Regions from separate parts of the Danio rerio genome. Here region 2 is linked to region 1. A link is a contact called in public Micro-C data. All regions are on one chromosome and are shown on one strand. The core of a region is the stretch at or near the end of the contact, and the rest is flanking DNA. Distances in the headings are between cores, read along the strand shown.

Region 1 (3,433 bases), core at 549-3,048:
CTCTTCCTTTGATCGCACAGGCACTAAATGTAGATTCAGGTGACAAGGATGCGTGCTGCAGATTAACGTCACAAAACACTCAAAGTAGTAAAACTTTGAAAAAAAACTTCCCCTGAGCACTTAGTGATAACATATTGTCCGATTTCAAGCGTGTGCGGTTTGGACGGAATAATAACTGAGGAACAAGGCTCCACCGTCACTGCTTTAGATGTACGCCCTGAGGTTCTCTAAAAAACAAAGCAGACTTTGTACTCTTTTCTTGTGAGGACTCCGATTAGACCCATTATTAACAGTCTGACTGCCTGTTTCGTATTACACCACAGCAATGTAATAATTATGGCTGTATTTCTTAGTGACGTTTCACAAACGTCATCAATAAAGACACAAAATGCTGGATCTTAAGCAGGCGAACGAGCTGTAAACAAATCTGAGAGTCTGGGAGCACCAAAGCATCATCTGGCACGCAACCGCACACCGAAACGTCATCCAGTGTTTTGTAACGAAATGCAGTGTTGCATCTAACCGGCCTGCAATTACAGTTAAGCTTCACTTAAGATGCTTTAATTCTTTGTGATCATCATGTGCAATCAGATCCCCACTCTGCAATTTACAGTCTCGAATTGAAAGGCATTTGTGGGGTTTGTCTGACACCTAGTGGAAAGTACAGCAACTATCATTGTAAACTGAAATTCTGTTATGACATGTTAAAAAAATAGAGGTAAAGTTGGTATTACATTCGCACATTTGGACTTTTCCCTTAATTATATAATTTCATAAATGTATTATTTGCAAACTCTAAACAGTGAAATCATATTGACAATCAAAGTACAACATTGTTCACAGTCAAATAAACAGTGTTAATGTTGTTTTCACGTCACACTTGCAGGTTATTTCAGACGAATATTCAAAGTGCTGTGGAAAACAATAGGGAGTGTGTCACAATTGTCACTGAACAAATGTGTGAATATTAAACCAACTTTACCTCAATTACAAAAGTATTTAATACACGACTAGTTTCATTAATGAAAATAACAAAATACTTACGCCATAGAAATACGAAATTGCACTGTATCAGGTGGCTGTTCTTTTCCTGGTCTGACCAGTGTCATGTTAAAGGTAGGTCGGAATATTCTCAGCTGGGGGTTACCCAGTTGGTATAAAGGGTATCTAAACAAAATACAAAAAAATCACATATTGAACAGATTTAATTTCATTAATAGCTAAAAATCCAACAAATTACCGTAGCACTTGAATGAATGCATGCATGTATGGACTATTCTTAGCATAGTCATATAACAACGCAATTGCTGTGATGATTACATGTCCCTAAATAAATAAGCAGCCTTAATACTAAAGTTTTCACCTATTATAAAAGTACCATTAAATAGGAACGACGTGGTCGTTGTTCACATTTGTAATCAAGTACAAAAAATGGCACTATTTTCAATGTGCTGCATTACCATGGTACGTTTCTACGTTAAAAGCGGGGGTTGTTATCGTTCAAGCAGGAAAACGTAATACATCGACAAATATTTGGAGTATTATTATTAATACAAAAATTCAAAGTATCATTTAAATGTATATACAAGAACACCTTGCATTAAGCTAAAGGTAAGTTAGGCTAATGCAATTTTCACGGTTTATATAAGTTATATAACATCAGTAAAGATTTTACTTATTTGACGAACTAAAGAAACATTTTTAAAAATCTCACATTATCCGTTTCGCCATAATCAGCAAATGTTCCGGATTTCTAGTTTGGCATGTGGTGTTTTGATTTTATTTTCATGTGCTCAAGGTCCTCGAACACTGTCGTCCTCTGAAAACTGCGCAGACAGGAGTTTTGATTTTCAAAATAAAAGCCCTCCCAAATTTAAATATACAAAAACTGGAGAACTTTACCTAATAGGTGAACTAAACGAATGCAAGTTTAATGCCTAATAAAAATTAATAAATAAGTAAAACATAGTCTATTTATAAAGTAATGATTTATATTTATACGATTTTCTTAAATATTATATGAGAACTTTTATTATAAAAGATTGGTCATTTCTTCATGTTTCCCCGTGTCACATTTGTATTTCCGACTTATAAACAATCGGGTCCTCAATGCGTTCCTGTCATATACTCGTTACATTTCATTATATTATGCCAATGATAAAACAAATTGAACTTAAAATGCTAACTGTCCACCGAAAACATCTGCAATAAATAAAAAAATAGCGTAGGGTGAATTTGAGTAATCTGTGATACCTAAGCTTCTGTGTGTTTATTTAAATACAATGTGATACAATGTGACCCCACTGCCCTCTGTTGTGCCAACCAATCCCGTCATAATCTTTGACCATCCTTCCCTACTTGCTCATTGATCAATTTAAATAAAAAAGGAACAAAATACTGTTTATTTTTATTGTACTTGCATAACGGGACCCTGTAACTTCTGCCAGAATGCATCAGCTCATACTCAGCACATGTGAAAAATCAGATTAAAAAAAAAAAAAAAACATCTTAGGGATTTCAGAAAAGTCTAAAATGTGGTTCTAATCAGTTAGACAGACATTGAAATAGAGAGCTAAAGTCAAAATTGCAAAAAGTGTCCCAGATAAACCGCATTCACCCCATCATAAGCTGGATTTAAGGTTTTCATGTTATGAATTTAGTCTATTCTTTTAATCCATATGTTCATTGTCTTTTCGGCTTAGTCCCTTTATTAATCTGGGGTCGCCACAGCGGAATAAACAGCCAACTTATCCAGCACATGTTTTACGGAGCGTATGCCCCTCCAGCTGCAACCCATCTCTGGGAAACATCCATACACACTCATTCAAAGTCATACACTATGGACAATTTCACCTACCCAATTCACCTGTACCGCATGTCTTTGAACTGTGGAGGAAACCGGAAAACCCGGAGAAAACCCATGCGAATGCAGGGAGAACATGCAAACTCCACATGGAAATGCCAACTGACCCAGCCGAGGCTCGAACCATCGACTTTCTTTCTGTAAAGCAACAGCACTACCTACTGCGCCACTGTGTTGTCCTAATCCATATATTGTTTGTTGTATTTTCTTAATGTTTTTTTTATAATTTTTTTCAAGTGTCAGTGTTGTTGATATTGTGCATTATTATTGTTCTTGTTTTTAAAAAAAAGGGAAAAAAAAGATAAATCTGCCTTTAAGTCAGATATCCAACTTAAAGTGGTATTTTGAACGTTCTTTCCAAATATGGAATGCAGCAACAACCCTCAAACAATATAATTTAATGATTTAAATAATTTGAAAATAATTTCAAAGGGATAGTTCACCCAAAATAAATGACAATTTCTTTTCAAGTCAAGCTTGATTGTCATTCCGCTACATGTGTGGACATACAGAGGAAAGAAATGGCATGTCTCGCAGAACAATGGTGTTACATACATTAATCTTAAATAC
Region 2 (3,433 bases), core at 494-2,993, 270 kb before region 1:
GCTTCCCTCATCTGATGGATAATAGGAGACAGAGGAAGAGAGGTTTAATGTCTTTATAATGGTGCTTCCAGTAACAGAGTGCATTGATAATTCATGCCAGCAGCAGACCAATTTTATTTTTATTTTTTTTCTCATCTTGTGGCGCTATTGTTTATTTAAACAGCAGGGGCGCCATTTTCATGACACATAAAACAGGAGCCACGCTTTTCCATATTCCAGACATTGTGCCATTTCTCATAATTTCGCATATTTTTAAGCACACAGTTTGTCAGTTAGTCTCATGTTTGCTCACATATCATAACTTAAAATAAATAGTATTGAACATTTGCGATTTAAATGTATGTTAATCGAATGCCTTAGCCTTATAAATAGATAATTAAATAGCCTTCATATCCAAAATCATGAACAATTTTGACACTTTGATATACAGAGAATTATTTCTTTTTTAAATATTTCCCAAATTATCTTTAACAGAGATTATATATATATATATATATATATATATATATATATATATATATATATATATATATATATATATATATATATATATATATATATATATAATTTATTTATTTATTTTTAGTAATTAATTAATTAATTTATTTATTTATTTATTTTTTTTGATAGTCTACAGAACAAACCACTGTTGTACAATAACTTGCATTTACCCTAACCTGCCTGGTTAATTAGTTAATTAGTTAAGCCTTTAAATGTCACTTTAAGCTGTATGGAAATGTCTTGAAAAAATATCTAGTAAATTATTATTTACTATCATCATGACAAAGATATAATAAATCAGTTATTACCAATGAGTTATTAAAACTATTATGTTTAGAAATGTGTTGAAAATCTTCTCTCTGTTAAACATAAATTGAGGAAAAAATAAACACGGGGCTGATAGTTCATATAATGCATTTAATAATTATATCATACATATATTACTTCCACATGTTGATTTGAAACAACTTTAAAGGGCATTTTAGTACTCTAAGTTAGTGATAGACACTTTGGCCCTGCATTTCATATCAGATGTAGACTAGTGTCCACGAAAAATAACATCTGCATCAAATAATGGCCCCTTATTGCTTTGCCAGGTGATGGATGACATTTCCAGGTAATTCAATCAAACCAATTTAAGTTCAATTCAAGTCCAGCTAATTCTTCATTATCCTCTCAGTGCTCTGAATGGGTCAGCCTGTAAAGTGAATTACCATCATTACCGCCACTATTCGCGTGAGGATCGATAAGGCAGGTGGTTTATCAGAGGAAATGATGGCATGGAGCGTTTCATCCTTTCTCCTTATCATCCGGACACTGCACATTGCAAAAGAATTTACACACTGATTGTCCTGTCAGAACTCTGATATCTTGATGGAAAGATTTTGACGACGCTGGCGTTTCTAAACTATGAATCTTTCGTTGTTTTCATTAATTATTTCATTGTGGATTTACTTTCTTTGTAGATGTAGATTTAATTCTATTCTGCTCTAACTTTATAATGTGTTAAGAAAACAAAACAACAAACAAAGTCAGCCATTTCAACAAGGAGTTGAGCTGACATTCTCTAAAGTTTAATGAACTTTTTTAATGTGGATTCTGTGGAAACAGTGTAGAACTCGGCTAGACTGCTGGTTTACAGGCATGCGCACAAGAAGTGCGGGAGGTGGAGGGTGTTTAGGGGCGGGTTGGGTATATAATACTTCTCTCAGAGAACTTTTGCCTGTCGCCTGATTTTGGGACAGCTCCACACAACATCCTAACACCATCTAGGGGACTTAATCCGACCTTCACTACCAAATACAACAGCACAGCATTTTTTCACGTTGTCATGGAGGACCAACTAAAACATCATTCTGTTTGCCATACCTGCTCGAGAACAGACAGTTTCGTAAATAAGGTAAAGAAAATCTTTTAAGAACCTTGGACATATTTGGAGACAATTGCTTTCGTGCTGTTCTCTTGAATAGAAAACAAACCAATAAAAAGAGAAGCTTTATAGAAACTGTTGAGTCGCATCATAAAAATCTGAAACTGGCACGGTCGATAAACTAAGGAGATTTAAAACAGTGTTCCTTTGCTGAAGCGGTTCGCGTAATGAAATGGATGTTTTTGACATTCTTAACAATTACCAGATCATCTTGACAGCGCTAAACTGCAGAATGTGCACAATGAAGAATTCAAGTTATTAACTTTATTTCTGTAAAACACCTTACAATCTTTCTGTATTATGAAAAGCGACTGCGAATATATATATATATATATATATATATATATATATATATATATATATATATATATATATATATATATATATATATATATAAAAGACTTGACATTACGTTCTGGATACGCGCACACTAGAAAGAATGTTGCACGAGGGGGCGACAGCACTTTAAATGACTTGGATTTAAGGAAACTATATGCTGAGTTGAAAGGAATGAGATAGCTTGGTAGATTGAGAAGTCTTGCAACTTGTTGAACGTTGTGTAAGAATGTAAAGGACAAGATAAAGCCTTTCGACTTGGATAAGCAATTCATCTTTAAGCCGAAAATTAAAAAGTCGATGCATGAATGTGTAATGAAGATTTACAATGCCTGATTTAATAAGATGGACGAACTAATGACATGCCTAATGCATGACGTTAGGGATAGATGATCAACAGGTCTCTCTAGAATAATACTTGATATTGTTTTGTGTGAAAAATTACATTCATAACTACAAAAAGTATTTTAATTCAGTTTACTTATAAATTTTAGTTTCTTGTTTGTTTTATGAATAGCAAGATTGCAACCTTATTAATTGTGCATTAAGCTGAAGATTGCTAAGCAGATATTTAGACACATTTTTATTTATTTTTATTCAAACCTGAAAAGGCGTGCATATAATTGCAAATGTGCATTGAGTACACTGGCAAATTGTCTGTTGTGAACAACAGTGCATTATGTATAGACCGTAAAGGCATGCTTCTCCATACTGTAAATTGACCATGTAATCAAGCAGATAAGTGAGGAGTCAATTTCCATGCATTCACACATGGAAGTATTGCATTACTAAAGTCAACATCTTAAGAATTCTAATTATACTTATGGAAGGAGGAATATGCATTATGTTCAGCATTTAAGATAAATAAAGAGACAAGATTTGTCCATTAAAAATAAAATGCAAACTCTCTAAACTGAACTAACTAAAGCATGTCATCTTTGCAGGTCATAAAGATGTTCTGGTCCATACGGATGCCAATATGCATACTGTTTTTAACCCTGTCTGCCTTCGAAGTTGCTTCAGCTGAAACGTTATGTGGCGGAGAGCTGGTGGACGCTCTACAGTTTGTGTGTGAAGACAGAGGCTTCTATTTCAGTACGTACACTTCTCAGCATTTTCTTTGCTTTTGCTTAGGAGTCCTGCCAATTGCATGTCACGAATGACCTA

The links. Hi-C and Micro-C count contacts between places; a contact is called where the count stands out from the background.
Region 2: a Micro-C map of caudal fin shows a contact between it and region 1, with 19 times the contacts expected there. The contact joins the promoter of igf2b here to the promoter of mrpl23 in region 1. A contact is called at or near these places in 8 of 18 Hi-C or Micro-C datasets (caudal fin, embryo, fibroblasts and 3 more) and 2 of 4 datasets of contacts at active chromatin or transcription factors (caudal fin and embryo).

What each region holds. Positions count from the first base shown.
Region 1 is chr25:24,983,803-24,987,235 of GRCz12tu, reverse strand. It overlaps mrpl23 (mitochondrial ribosomal protein L23), which reads right to left and starts at 1,798. Exons shown (of 5, transcript NM_001002052.2): 1 at 1,715-1,798; 2 at 1,045-1,167. The coding sequence starts at 1,731.
Region 2 is chr25:25,253,426-25,256,858 of GRCz12tu, reverse strand. It overlaps igf2b (insulin-like growth factor 2b), which reads left to right and starts at 1,743. Exons shown (of 4, transcript NM_001001815.1): 1 at 1,743-1,900; 2 at 3,211-3,361. The coding sequence starts at 1,832.